Linked DNA regions of Mus musculus: regions 1 and 3 are each linked to region 2. Evidence: chromatin contacts called from public promoter capture Hi-C data. All regions are on one chromosome and are shown on one strand. The core of a region is the stretch at or near the end of the contact, and the rest is flanking DNA. Distances in the headings are between cores, read along the strand shown. Region 1 overlaps Arhgap21 (Rho GTPase activating protein 21). Region 2 holds the start of Mastl (microtubule associated serine/threonine kinase-like). Region 3 overlaps Arhgap21 (Rho GTPase activating protein 21).

The links. Promoter capture Hi-C pulls out the DNA fragments that hold promoters and counts their contacts.
Region 1: a contact with region 2 is called in a promoter capture Hi-C map of liver, with 3 times the contacts expected there. The contact joins the enhancer-like site here to the promoter of Mastl in region 2. A contact is called at or near these places in 5 of 39 promoter capture datasets (the 3T3-L1 cell line, the HPC-7 cell line, hippocampal neurons and 2 more), 1 of 115 datasets of contacts at active chromatin or transcription factors (astrocytes) and 1 of 9 other capture datasets (liver).
Region 3: a contact with region 2 is called in a promoter capture Hi-C map of hippocampal neurons, with 2.8 times the contacts expected there. The contact joins the enhancer-like site here to the promoter of Mastl in region 2. A contact is called at or near these places in 3 of 39 promoter capture datasets (the HPC-7 cell line, hippocampal neurons and liver), 1 of 115 datasets of contacts at active chromatin or transcription factors (astrocytes) and 1 of 9 other capture datasets (liver).

The regions. Positions count from the first base shown.
Region 1 is chr2:20,895,963-20,900,855 of GRCm38.p6, forward strand. The region is part of intron 3 of Arhgap21 (Rho GTPase activating protein 21); the gene reads right to left. Among named protein-coding and RNA genes, the nearest start is that of Arhgap21, 69 kb to the right of the region's middle. Within about 2 kb of position 3,544, at least 124 of the 459 cell types and tissues checked have an H3K27ac peak or open chromatin away from gene starts, as enhancers often do. A contact at or near this core is called in the HPC-7 cell line, liver and pre-B cells, where this site is marked.
Region 2 is chr2:23,153,526-23,158,225 of GRCm38.p6, forward strand. It overlaps Mastl (microtubule associated serine/threonine kinase-like), which reads right to left and starts at 2,499. Exons shown (of 12, transcript NM_025979.4): 1 at 2,154-2,499. The coding sequence starts at 2,336. Yme1l1 (YME1-like 1 (S. cerevisiae)) reads left to right here and starts at 2,980. Exons shown (of 19, transcript NM_013771.5): 1 at 2,980-3,206. The coding sequence starts at 3,174.
Region 3 is chr2:20,940,508-20,945,506 of GRCm38.p6, forward strand. All of the region lies in intron 1 of Arhgap21 (Rho GTPase activating protein 21), which reads right to left. Among named protein-coding and RNA genes, the nearest start is that of Arhgap21, 25 kb to the right of the region's middle. Within about 2 kb of position 2,919, at least 128 of the 459 cell types and tissues checked have an H3K27ac peak or open chromatin away from gene starts, as enhancers often do. A contact at or near this core is called in the HPC-7 cell line, astrocytes and hippocampal neurons, where this site is marked.

The DNA of each region.
Region 1 (4,893 bases), core at 2,294-4,793, 2.3 Mb before region 2:
AAGCAGACTGCATGTAGAAATATACACATTTTCATTACACACTCTCTCTCTCTCCACACACACACACACACACACACACACACACACACACAAACACACAACCTCAAAACCATAATTACTACTGCCAAAGAAAAAGAAACCATGAATCTGAGAAGGAAGGGATGTGGATATATATGAGAGGTTGAAGAAAAGAAAGATATAATCTCAAAACACAAATTAAAATAAAAATAGTATTTATAAGGTTTAGTTTATAAAAAAATCTAAATTTCTTTTTCTTCACATAGTTTTTAACTATAAGGAACATGTAAGACTGGGAATTTGCAAAAGAGAGCATTGGTTGATTTTTCAAGGGAACGGTGGAGACTGGAGACTGAACCTACTGAAATGTCAACTTCTTTAGATCAATGCAAATAATGAATAGCTGTTATACATATAAAAACAAACTGAGGACAGATCACTGCAAATTATTGGTCAATGAGACTTCGGTCTTACACACTGACCAAAAAAAGAAGAAGAGGACAAGTCCCTCTTCTAGCGTATGTCAAGTAGAAACAACCAGCACAGCGACCATTATAGAAAACAGTACAAAACTTCCTTCTCACAAATTCTAGCACCTCCTTTTGGCTGCTCATCCAGCCAAAGGCAATGACGTCAGTGGACGAAGCCCTGTGCTTCATGTTTACTGTGACACTGACTCTACTCTGCAGCTCAAGCTGCCCAGGAATGCACCCACAGGCTGACTTCAAACTTACAGCAACCCTCCTCTCTCAGAAGTTCAAAAGCTGGGATTACAGGCATGAGTTACCACATTCAGCTATAAAAGCTACTTTAAGACCCTAACAGAGACATAGTACCTAATGTTAAAAATATTTGTGTGGCAGAGTGTTGGCAGAGCATGCCTTTAAACCCAGCACATGGAGGCAGGAGAAGCAGGAGAAGCAGGAGAGGCAGGAAGCAAAGGCAGGTAGCTCTCTTGTGAGTTTGAGGCCAGCCTGGTCTACATAGTTCAAGGACAGTGGGACTGCACAGAGAAACCTTGTCTTGAAAACAAAAACAAAAACAAACAAAAAGCATGCATTTTGTAATCAAACATTAAAATACTATAGCTGATTGTTAGCCTGTGTTTTTTCTTTTTTCTTTTCTTTTGTGGTATGAGGAAAATCAACAGAGAGATGGGGAAAAGTAAATTATTAAGTCAAGCTGTTCTCCATAGTCTATTCAAGATGAGTGTGATGGTTTGTATAACGCCTGACCCAGGGAGTGGCACTATTAGGAGGAATGGCCTTATTGGAGAAAGTGTGTCACTGTGGGGGTAAGCTTTGAGACCCTCCTCTTAGTCACATAGGAGCCAGTCTTCTCTTTGCCTTCTAAACAAGATATAGAGCTCTCAGCTCCTCTAGCGCCATCCCTGCCTGGATGCTGCCATGCTTCACGCCATGATGATAATGGATTGAACCTCAGATTCTGTAAGCCAGCCCCAATTAAATGCTGTCTTTACAAGAGTTACCTGGGTCCTGGTGTCTCTTCACAGCAGTAAAACCCAAACTAAGAAGACAATATACTCATTTTCAAAATGCTAGTTAATACATTCAAGTTTTACCTCCCAATCTGCAGATCTGACAACTTTAGGAATCCTAATCTCAAATTATAATAATCTCTGAATGGGATCCAGATGAAGACCTGTCACATTTCAATCACAATTTCATATAGTAGAAGCAAGCATATACTCTCTTTTTTTTTTTTTTTTAAGACTTATTTATTATTATATGTAAGTACACTGTAGCTGTCGTCAGACACACCAGAAGAGGGAGTCAGATCTTGTTACGGATGGTTGCACACCAGAAGAGGGAGTCAGATCTTGTTACGGATGGTTGTGAGCCACCATGTGGTTGCTGGGATTTGAACTCTGGACCTTTGGAAGAGCAGTCGGGTGCTCTTACCCACTGAGCCATCTCACCAGCCCCGCATATACTCTCTTAATGCAACCTGACCTTCAAGCAATGGAGTAAAATAAACCAGTTTAAAACTGTAAAAAGTAAACTATGTTTGAAATTACTCATGTTAAACTTTTTCAGATAAAAGACATTTAATTATAAAAACTTTTTTTGTCATGGGAGTGTTTCATACATTCAGAACCAGAGATGCTAACAGCACAAAGCCCCAGGAGACTAGGGAACCAAGAAAATCACATTTCATATAAGCCCACTCGCACCCATATAAAGCTTTTAAAGTTAAATCCCAGATGCCAGTTCATTCATAAACCCTATAGATATTTGGGCAGGCATAGCTGAAAGATAAGAACTTTAGTATTAACCTGCTGGCAAAACCAAAATGCTGCACTGGGTGTCTACAATGGAGTACTCTGCACAATGGAGTTTCGTTCACATAGAAGCTGAGCACAAGGCAATCTTTTACCTTAAGTATCCACTTAACACTAAGAACTGACAAAGCTCCCAAAGCCGTGAGACAAATTCAGAAAGGGCTCACACGTGAAAATCACAAGACACCCCCAGGTTAAGTTTATAAACAAGATACCTGTGGGTGTGCTTGCTTATATACTCAAATCCTGTGAGTTTACTGGGCATCTACTCGTTTACAAATTAAAATTATCTGAGTTTATAGTCAATCTTCTTAGCTATATACTTAATATACTTATACACTTAGCTACATACTCAAATCCCGTAAGTTTACAGTGGACTTGCTCAGTTATACATTAAAATCCTGTGAGTTTATAGAAAATACGCTGCGCAGAAATCTCAAGTGCACAGAATGGATGTAACGGATGCTCAGTAAGTAACTGCTATCTACTTCAAAACCTCAGCCTGGACAATGCTAACAGTAAACAGCCTGAAGCTGTCTGGCCTTCCCAGTACAGGGACAGGGTAGGCAACAGAAGAGCCAGCGTACCTCCACTAGGGGTCAGACATGAATCAGTTTTAGAGCTATAGCTGGGCAGAAACACTGTGGGAGCCTGTTATCCAACAAATACTTCCCCCTAGTTCTCTCTGAATGAACAGTCCGTAACCGCCTTTCAGAGCACTTGGAGTTCAGTAATGTTAGTCTTTTCCCTTGTTTCAGGAGCTTCATAAATGATGTCTATGTCTAGAGTCAGAGCCCTGTTGTTTCTGCTTTGCGAGGTTGTAAATTTCTCTGACAACCCAGACAAATTTGTTAATCATAAGCAACAACTTCCCATCTCTGGATTTATACACTGTTCAACCCCTGAACTAATAAGCTTATCAAGGCTGTCCTCTGTGTGCTCTCTGTTTCTTCTGTACATTTATTAGAAACATATACACCCACAAATTTACACATAAAACACGGGAAGATGGAAATATAAGATGATGTTTTAAGCATAGAAACTATTTTGAATTTGAAAAAAAAAAATCCTTGCCCTACAGCCCTATGTTTCACCTGAGAGTGGGAAAATGGTGAAGCGGTTAGTGTGAGATGACTGTGGACACCGCCACACAGTGAGAAGGAAAGGGGCGCAGAAGGCACGTTTCATTAACCGGCCGGCCGAGGAAGTGCACTATATCACATGACATTTTCAACACTCTGAAGGAAGTGAGGCTAGAGGCAGCACGCTTCCTTCCACGCAATCAGCCTAGTGTGTCTGGCTCATGGTGCAGACTGCACAGATGTTTGCTAAATGAATGAACAAACAAAAAATGTATTTCTTAATTCTTAACTGTCCTCACACTTAGCTTTGAATATTTCTGCTCTGTTTTTATGTCAAAGATGAGAAGTTATCTGTTGAACATTGAAAGCAGGGGGCTGCAATTCCCACAATAAACACTGATTAAGTTAGGAGTCACATACTTTCTATGTAGGCTATGGAAAGCAATGAGGAACAAGATCCGGGCTCTCCAGCAGGAGAGCTATGAACTATGCCTGGGCAGGGCGAAGCCAGAGGAAACTCTGGTGGAGGTCCGTAGCGGTCCTGACGTGCAAATCGGTCGTCCGACCTGGGTATAGGGGCGAAAGACTAATCGAACCATCTAGTAGCTGGTTCCCTCCGAAGTTTCCCTCAGGATAGCTGGCGCTCTCGCTCTTTTCCCGACGTACGCAGTTTTATCCGGTAAAGCGAATGATTAGAGGTCTTGGGGCCGAAACGATCTCAACCTATTCTCAAACTTTAAATGGGTAAGAAGCCCGGCTCGCTGGCGTGGAGCCGGGCGTGGAATGCGAGTGCCTAGTGGGCCACTTTTGGTAAGCAGAACTGGCGCTGCGGGATGAACCGAACGCATATGTTATTCTTCACCCACACCTCCACTGCACAGGGAGGACGGCACCTGGGCACTGCCTTTTCTGCCGCCCTTCCAGGGAAAGTTAATAGAGATAGCCAGCAGCACACTCGCTCTGGCACATGCTACAGCCTCAGCCACACAGCGGGCACCGTCTCCTACAAGGACAACATCCAGTGTGATACCTGGCCTGCCCTGCCTCCGCCCTTTCAATCCTTAAACATCTGAAGTTTCCTTTTATGAACAAAAACTGAGTTGGGAGGGTGGAGACACATCTTAGGAGTAAAGTGTGGAAGTTGAGGAGTTTTAACAAGCATGGGTGGTGCTTCACACAATGAACTGTCTGTCCCTAATGAACATTTAAACGTGAGGACTATCTCTCCCTCAGGAGGCAAGCCTGTTGCTTTCCTCCAAAGACCAGACACAGGAGGAGGTGAACACTGGTTCTGTGACCCTGGTTGTAAGTTATGCAGCAGCTAGGAAAAGCCAGCTTAAAACCACCTAATTACAGTACTGTCTGGGGCAATACTACTAAGAAAAAGCCAGAGAAGAGAGCCATGTTTTAGAGGCGGCTCAAACCCTAGTGTGAATCTCTCTCTAGTTCTCTTACAGTTACTTATCTCTGCCAAAGACTTCCGATTAATTC
Region 2 (4,700 bases), core at 1,249-3,748:
GCTGAAAAGCCTAGAAAGGTAGAACAAAAGCAGTTAAGAAGGAAGCAGGATAAACTTAAGTCCTGAGGTGTGGAAATAAGTCATGGCTTTGAGGGACCAGTTAGTTGCCTGGATGTTGCTTTAATATAGGTTAGGTGGAAGATAAAGTAGAGATCAAGGGCCAAAAATTGGGAATCTGACTGAATTTTTAAGGACCCTGGATTTTGGCCTGCAAACTGCAACCTAAAGAATGGATTAAAGTAAAGTTAATGATTCTAGTTAGGAAACTACTCCAACCAACTAAGTACAGAAATTCAAGCCGATGAGCCTCAAACCACCAGGCAAATGAAAAAGGAGGAGGAGGAGGAGGAGGAAGAGGAAGGAGAGGAAGAGGAAGAGAAGAAGAAGAAGACATCAAAGACCATACATTGTATGATTCCATTTATGTGAACTATCCAGAAAAGGCAATCTTGCAGAGATAGAAGGTGAGTTGGTACATAGGGCTTGTTGGTACATGCCTGTAGTCGCTTCACTTAGGGGATGGAGCCATACGTATCAGTAATTTAAGGCTTGTCATGCTCAGTTCCATCATATGTCTGAGGCTATTTGGGACTGTCAAAGAGAGACAGAAAACAGAGAGAAGAGGGATAGTAGTTACCTGCTGACATATTAAGGGAAGAGGTACTGTGAATAGGCAAAAAGGTAATTTTTTGGGCTATGGAACTATTCCTTAAAACTGTTTTTTTTTTTTAAAAAATTCATTTATTTATTATATGTAAGTACACTGTAGCTGTCTTCAGACACTCCAGAAGAGGGCATCAGATTTCGTTTAGGCTGGTTGTGAGCCACCATGTGGTTGCTGGGATTTGAACTCAGGACCTTTGGAAGAGCAGTCGGCGCTCTTAACCACTGAGCCATCTCACCAGCCCCTAAAACTGGTTTTCAATACTATTTAATTTACAAAAGTCATCACTGAACAAGTAAGTGGGGAGAAATCCACTTGTGAATGAAAAAAGCAAAACAAAACAAAAACAAAACATTTTTTTCCAGAGGGACAACAGGAACAAAGGGTATGTGGTGTATTGATGAAATATATAAGGGCAACTCAAGTTTCTAGCCTGAAGGGTAGAGGTGACATTGGTACTATTAAAGGGAAAGAAGCAAAGGAAGAGGTCATTTAGGTAGTCAGGTGAAGGGGCTGCTTATCTTAACTGTGTGCTAGTCTCCAAGCACTGGGTACCAGGAATCTGAGCCAGCCAGTAGCCTCCTTTGTCATGTTTACAATGTAATGTTCTCATTACAAAGTAGTAATGAGAAGCTAGGGTGGACAGAACAATTTTAAGTGAACACTGACTGTTTTTACGATCACATATAGATAAGAAACGCTTGATTTAGGACACATTTCTTTCTACTTGCTCTATAATAAATGAACTTACAGCTTACGTATCACGATGGAAATCTTGAGAAGCAAAAATTTTGGTTTTGCATCACTTGCTCCTGCTTATCAAAGAGCTGGAATTAAAGCATCATCGGAAAGTGACCATTACAAACGTAATCAAAGTACCGAAGTTAATCCAGGTGAAGCTCAAGTTAGTAAAAAAGCAAAACAAACTCACAATCCCGGTGATACTTTAAATAAATAATACTACAATTAAAAACTTTCACAATATAAATTGTGTCACAGAAAATTCGAATATAATGCAGCTTCCTTTTGGTAAGAGTGAGATTTGAACTGTCTACAAACCAATCTTGTTTGTGATAGCAAGATTTCGGCTATTATGTATGTCAAACAAGGAAAACATAACCAACAAGTACTTAAGGCCGTTTTGATTTGAAACATGACTCAGGAGTCATGGGTGTGGCTTCAAGCCTCTGCCTTCAGTCGCAGTTTTCTCATTTGTTAACAATGGCCAGGGCACAGTTGGGTAAGTTTTGCTATTTTCACTGGGTTAATGATTCTCAGTATACAGAGAAGGGCAGGGCAAGGGAAAGGACAGACACCTGCTCACTGCAGTCTGCCTAAACGCCCACAGTCAACAAGCAGGACTGTGCAGGCTTCTGTAAGCCGGGCATTCCAGGCTAGTGGTACAGCAGCTCCAGAGTTTGTTCAACAACTCAAAAGGGAGGTCCGCGAGGGAGGACCATTTAAGACCTTCTCGCTTCTGACTGCCTACCTTCACTGCGTACAACTTGCCGCCTTTCTGTCCCAGGTACACTTTCCCGAATGCACCACGGCTAATGGGCTTCACTATGGTGAACTCCTCAATGGAGGGTGGTCTTGGTACCGGGATCCTACTCACGCACTCCTCTATCGCCGCACCTCCTTCATTCTCCTCACTTGCCGAGGCGGACTCCATTGCTGCACAGCTCGCCCTGCAGCAGCAACTCCCGCCAGCTAGATTCAAAAGGTTTCGCCTACGCCGGACGCCTCCCGTGACGTCACCGCGCGTCTGCGCTCTGCCGGCTCCCTGTAAGCAGGCATCGACGGGTGGGGGCCGGCGGCACTGCTGGGCGCAGTCTGCGGAGCGCTAGGCGGAGCCGGCGGCGCTGCCGGAAGGGGCGCTGGGCGGGGCTCAGCCGCGGATACACGGGCTGTTTTTGTGACGAGGCAGTGCATTCTGGCCAATGAGCAAGGGACTAAGACTTTATGTAGTCTGGTGGGGTCCTTCCGAGTCTCAGTCAAGATCTGCAGTTCTCCCTCCCTCCGCATGAGCTAGAAGCCAGGCCGACTGTTAAGTAAAGCAATGGCTAGGGATGATGTGTGGAAGCTAGCGAAGCCACAGAATGTGGAGAGCCTGGGTGAGCGTTAAGTGCGTTTGACCGCGTACTGAATTCAGAAACAGAGTAGGAGCGACTAGAAGAACATCCAATTTATTGTGGAGGTGGTGATAGGAACCTCGAAAAACCACCCCAAAGTGACAGAGTCCCCGGAAGAGGCGGAGCGCTGACGGGCGGGGGCGGGGTGAACGCGGAGGCTTGCTCCGGAAGCACTGTACCTATGGTCTTCCGGGGCAGATGTCGTCGTAGCAGCTGTCGGGAGGGGAAGCCATTTTTTCGTTTCTGGGAGGAGTAAGGGAGAAACTGGGAGAAAAGCAAAGAGAAATAAAGAGAAAATAAAAGGGCTCAGCCCCTTTCCTCGGAGCTGAAGCTAAGAAGCAGTTTCGGCTGGCCGGTAAGATCTCGAGGGCCCGGAGATGTTCTCCCTGTCGAGCACTGTGCAGCCTCAGGTGAGCCCAGCATTCAGGCGTTTTCCTGCGTCCCTTTTGCGACTTTTCCCCGGATGCTGTAGTAGAATCGGTGTTTCTGAAGCAAAATTAGTGAGGGAAGCGACGAACCCTGTTTGAGTCGCAGGCTGAAAAGGAGATCAGGGGACAGTGCTGAGACTATGACCTGACACTAACCGTGGTGAACATCACATAGCGTATCCACTGGCTTGCACAGAATTTCTGTTGACAATTCAGGGACTGTTTAGGGTTGGACAGTCTGAGATGGGGATTTGTGAAATCTGCGAGAAAGGTAAAGAAGACAGTGTTCTTTCCATCCATCTATTTCTGATTACCCTTTTTTCCTTTCAAGCCGAATTTAGTTCAAACATACTCTAATAATTCGAATAGCATCACAATTTCTTTCTTTCTGGGTAGAATTAACTTGTGCACATTTTTGAATCATTAGATTCTTGCAATTAAATTTTAAACATTTTTTAAAAAATCAGGACCCAAATTATGTTAATTTTTCCTTGTTTCATTAAAATTTGTTTTCTTTTTGGGGGGGAAGGTGTTAACAATGTTTAATTAATTAATTAATTATATTTTATTTTTTGAGGCGAGGTTTCATTGTCTATCTTTGCTGTCCTAGTCCTTATTATGTCCAGGCTGGCCTCCTAAGTGTTGGGATCATGGCTCCCACCACCATCACACCAGATGCACCATCAACTTGTCTTGAGGATTATTCCTTGGGAGGCAGGCAGAGAATCTAGAGATGTTACATAGTGAGACTTGTCTCAAAAGACTGCCCCCCCAAATGTTCGTTACATCTTACTACCTGCCTCTTTTTGTGTTCCTATGGAATTGGTAGACTAATGGAGAAAGGAATTGCTTAGCTGCTACTTAGGCAGCAAGCGAACCAAGCAAATGTAGATTTCTCCTAGTCACTGGAAATAAAGATGAACAATAAACGGATATTTCGCCGGGCGTGGTGGCGCACGCCTTTAATTCCAGCACTTGGGAGGCAGAGGCAGGCGGATCTCTGAGTTCAAGGCCAGCTTGGTCTACAAAGTAAGTTCCAGGACAGTCAGGGCTACACAGAGAAACCCTGTCTCGAAAAACCATAAGTAAATAAATAAATAAATAAACGGGAATTTCAGGCAGACAGAAAAATATAAATATAAAATCCTGTGAGGAACAAAAGTCAGGCCCATGTGGCAAGAACAGAGTGGCTAAAGGGAGGTTGGAGAGAAGCCTTGAGGCAGTTACAGAGTTCGATTCATTTGATTTCTGTGACCAGGTTGTCATTTGGAGGCTTGCTCTGGCTTCTTGTGTGGAGAATATGAAAGGGCAAAAGTGTAAGTGTTGTAGATTTAAGGATGCTGTTGCTCTGACACAGGAAAGGCATTCAGTAATTATGGAAAAGAAATTGCTTTGTCTAGTGTGGCACCTCTAATTCCAGACTTGGTGAGAGGGTCAAGAGGATTAGGATTTGGCAGCCAACCTGTCTCACAAAAA
Region 3 (4,999 bases), core at 1,669-4,168, 2.2 Mb before region 2:
TATAATTCTGTTTTAGTGGAGTCTTAAAAATTGGGGGAAAGTTCATAATATGACTATAGTTTTTAAAGGAATGAACTGCTCAAAAGCACATAAAAACACTGGCCGTATACATGCCAAACATTAATAGGAATGATAGCTGAATGACCAAAATGTATAAGTCAGCTTATATTTCCAATGTTTTACAAGTGACCATTCAATTTACATACAATTTAATTTTCTATATTTGTAACATGACTCATACATTCTCTTTCTGTACCCTATCTCAATCTAGAATACATTAATAATAACAATAAGCAGGTATCAAATGTAACTAACGTGCCAGGCACTGTGCTCAATGCTGAACCAAGCTCCCTTGCTTTAACCTTCAGAGCGATCCCTGATATCCACACTATTAGAGGTGAGTGTGCGAGCGAAGGCAGCAGCAGCTTGTGGGCATCACAGAGCCAGCATCACCTCTGCCTTCAGTGGCTTTGGACACTGAACTTAGCATTCCACTCCACTATCCTGCCTCCCTACAGCAGTGACATATTCAACAACTAACAGGACCTAGATCAGAATTCTCAGTGTGCCACAGTGGCCAGCATTCTGCTCTGCGGTGGCATTTCCTGATTCCCAGCATATCATTCCTTTGTCTCCAGTTTGTTTCCCTCTCTTCTCTTCAAGCATTTCATTCACTCCATTTCTTCCCCATCCTCCACACTTATCAATACCACATGCTTTTATCCTACAATGTTCTTGGGAGCAGGTTAGTTTTAATGGTGAAGTCAAGGGAACCAAGAGCTATCCTAAGTCTACTATAAATCACAAGTTGTACACAGAAAGCCTAGAGCCACATCTGCCCACCAGATGTGTTTGCTTCAGATCCTACTGTTTTGGTATTCTTTAATAAGTCATCAATGTTTAAAATATAAGACAAGTTCACATGCAAATCTAAAAATTTAGTTTTTTTAAAAATAAAGTATCTTGAGGGGCTACAGAGAGGGCTCAGAAATTAAGAACACTCATTGCTGGGTTCAGTTCCCAGCACCCACACACAGTGGCTCACAACCATCAATGACTCCAGTTCCAGGAGACCCAACCCCCCTTCTGATCTGGGCCAGCACCAGCTCTGCATATTACATACATAAACACACACAAGCAGTATCTGTCAACACCAGATCCAGCCCAGGAGCTGTTTCCTAGAGCTTGCTCTCCTGTCTGAAGACAGTCTCTAGTCCCTGCCTCTGTGCATGTCCCTTAACTTTTTCATCTCAGGCCTCTGCATCCAAGTGCTGGATTACAAATGTGTGCCATCACAACCAACCAGTCTCCTTTCATACTTCCATTACCTGGCCTCAGAGGTACTACATCTGTGACTTCCATTAAATATATTTAAGTAGTGGCATCAATATCACCGTAGATGGTGTTCTATGCCATTTTTACTTAGGCTATGCTCTACAAGAGATGCTACTAGCTAATGGCTTACTGTCAGATCAAAACCACAGGGAAGGCAACACTGGCAACACTCAGGCCAAGGCACACACAAAGCACTCAGTATCCGCAGCTGCACCAACCCATCCCAAAGCATCTATGGCACAGGTAACACTCCTCTGGGGTTCAGACCTCAAACAAGAAAGTTCCCCGGTAAGACTATATATAGGCTGAGTGGTGGTTACAAAGCATGTGTACATAACACAGAGCTCAGGTTTCAGCTTTGCTAGGCTCCTCATAGCATGAATTTTAAATGTTAAGATAATTGCAATATCTATCTTCTTTTAGTCTTTGAGTAGCCATGTAAAACCCATATTTTTATGGTAATGTAAATCCATTAGGGGGAGTAATAGGAAGTGCAATGAGGAATCAATCTTAACCTGGAAAAAAACAGACACTAAATGACCTTCCCTATCTCCAATTTCTCTGGTCCATGCTAAACTATGAAACTATTTTCTAGACAAAAAAAAAAAAAAAAAAAATCGGGCATACTGAAGAACTGAGATGCTAAGATCCTGCTTGCAACTAATATCAAGTCTTTCCGTCTAGGAAGTTTGTGTCTGGCCTGTGCAAGAACTGAGACACGGCTGGGGTGTGGCTGGACTTTCTGTGTTAGAAAAGCCAAGCCATTAGGCTGAGCCTGTACAGCATGATTTACGACTTACTGAAGAGGTCTCTGCCTGATAACAGTGCTGCTGGGGTTGTGCAGAGAAAGGCTCGCTTCTTAGAGAGCACTTAAGAACAGACAGCTATTCTTAAAAATATGCCCAGCAAGTTTTCTGTACTACAAAACTATGTTTTCATAAAAGCCCAGCTCATAACATGAAACGCTCAGAAAGGAACCTCATTCAGTTCCGCCACAGAAGAAATCCAGAACCATATTTTATTGAAAATTTAAAAAAAAAAAAACTTGCTCAAAGGCGGTTTGTTCCAAACTCTTTGTGCTATCTTATTAACACAATCTTAAGCTCCTTGGGAAAGCTGTGAACTGGCCTTCTTCTACAACTGTACCGTCTTCTCATTTATTAGTTTTAAATTAAGTCAGTCAGTCCCACTTCCCCTCCCCGACAGCCTAATGCTCCACAAACAGCAATGACTGTGTTACTTCAGCTAACTGCAGTCTTGCAGAGTAAGTAACTCAGATCATCAGATTTACCCTATGCTATGTTAAAAAAACTAATTAACTCAAAAGAAACAAAAGATGATTGTAACAAAAGGCAATGTTCTCATATCAAGCATTTTCTTTCCCCTACAGTTACAGCAGTCTTAAATTAAAAAGCAAAACTATGTATCCATCAGACAAACCTGGCCATTCCATGCACAGTAGAGATTGCAGAGTAAACTCCAATTGTGGTTTATCATGCAGTCCAGCAGCCTGAACTGGGCCATGTCTGCCTAGAGCGCAGCCTTCATCCTCTGACTCAGCAAGCAGCGCTCCCTCTGCAGTCAAGTGCTCAAGTGCTCGCAGAGGCTCTTCCCCTCCCTTTCCTGTCTGAGCATCGTCAGGAGAGGCCAGGCTGCATCACCCTCCCAAACACTAGGATATTGTTACATCACGCAGCAGAGCCTGCCTTTGTCTGTATTTAGCATCACTTTGGTTGTTTAACAATTGTTATCTTCTTCTTTGGGGGAATTATAAGCTGTCATTTACTTAGTCAATAAAAGCACAGCTTAGGAAAGTGGTACAATAAAATAACCATACTATCAACATCCTACAGCAAACCAATTCCCACACAGGAATTGGTCTTTACTCAGTGTAAAGGGGGTTAGAATCCCCATCCTTCTTAATCTCTCTGCAGCCCCTCGCATGGCTAACAGCCTTCCAAGCCTCCCATCTCTCTCACCCTAGGTGTAGCACATCTCCATTTTGTATAATATGTCTGTAACTCCTTGCCTAGCAAGAGGCCAGGAAGGAGGTGAGAAAAGAGTGGCTCAGCTTCCTCAATGGCTGTTGCTAGAAGTGCAACAAGGAGCCGACAGTTTAACCTTTGAACTCCAACTCACTCATCTGTAAAATAGGTAACACCTGCATGGGCTTTTTAGCATGAAAAAGTTTAACAAGACTAAAACAGAACACCTAATCGTTCTTATTAATATTCCCAAGACTGGCTTCCCTTCTTATCTAAGTTAGAATTCTCTCCTTGACCCACTTTCTCCTTTCTTGCGCTCTCCCTAGATGATGTCATCGTCCAGGCTCATGACTATGAATGACTCCAACCCTCTCCAACCCTTTCTCCCAAGCTTCAATCTGCATGACTGAACCCTTGCTAAGCATGGGTACCTAGATGCCTAGCACTACTTGCTCCAAACAGGGCTCATTATCTTCCCTCTCCCAGCCCCAATAATCTCCTCATCTACATAACGACAGCACAATTCAAGCCCTGGGTTACCAAAACACAAACAGCTCCTGAGCCCCTTCTCTACCCAGCTACCAAGTCTGACATCTCTAAAACACAGTCCTTTTCTCCCTCCGTGGCCTCCTCCTAAATGAGACTCCCATTGGCTTCTCCAGGTTGGTCTCTCCTCCATTCTGCCACTCCTCTGCAGTCTTGCTCCACAGGATTAACAAAAGAGTATTTTAAACCAGTTACTCATAGGGCTATACAGGCTACATCACTTCCTTCGCTGCTTTCTGTCAGGATATGGTCCTCAAAGTATGTTCCCATTAGCTCTATAAGACAAGGGATATGAGCTAGATGGGTTAAAACAATCATTTGGTCAAATAAGTTTGCTCCCAAACTACACCAACTCAGAAGTAAAAAACTCAAAAGAAAGAAAAGAAAAGAAACAAAACCAAAGGTAATCAGTGAGCTAGGGGAGGTACAAGAGAATGTGATGATCCTGAAAATTCAGAAGTTTCAATGGGCACACAATACAGCCCCTTAAAGACCCAGAGAGTATGTACAGGAGTTAGTTCATTGTGCTTTCCTGAAATACAAACATCTGAGATAGAAAGAGAAAGCCTCAGCACAGCCATCACTACAATGGTGACCCTGCAGCCTCTGTGGTGACTGGAATGAGCAATGTCGCCATGGCTCTTGTGTGTGAGCCTTGGTCCACTCTGGGTGGTGCCATTTGGGGAGGCTGTGAAGGCTGTGAAGGCTGTGAAGGCAGGCTGTGAGGTGGACTCTGGCTGGAAGAATACACGTTGTGAGAGTCTGTGCCCCTGCCCCTCTTCTAGTCTGCTTGCTGCTTGGTGGCTTAAGTGAGAGACAGAGCCTCTCAGCTTCTGCTCTGGCTGTCTGCTCCACATGTCTGCCACCATCATGGACTCCCTGCATGGGCTGTAAACACATAAACAGAAATAAACTCTTCCTTCCCTATGTCAACTTTGTTTTCTTTTTTTGTTTTCTTTCACACAGACAGACAGAGTTTCTCTGTATAGTCCTGGCTGTCCAGTACAGTGTACAAAGTGACTCACTTTGTCGAACAGGCTGGCCTTGAAATCACAGAGATCTTCCTGCCTCTGCCTCCCCAGTCCCACTGCAGCAGCCCATAAGTCAACTCTGGTCATGGTGTTTTACCACAG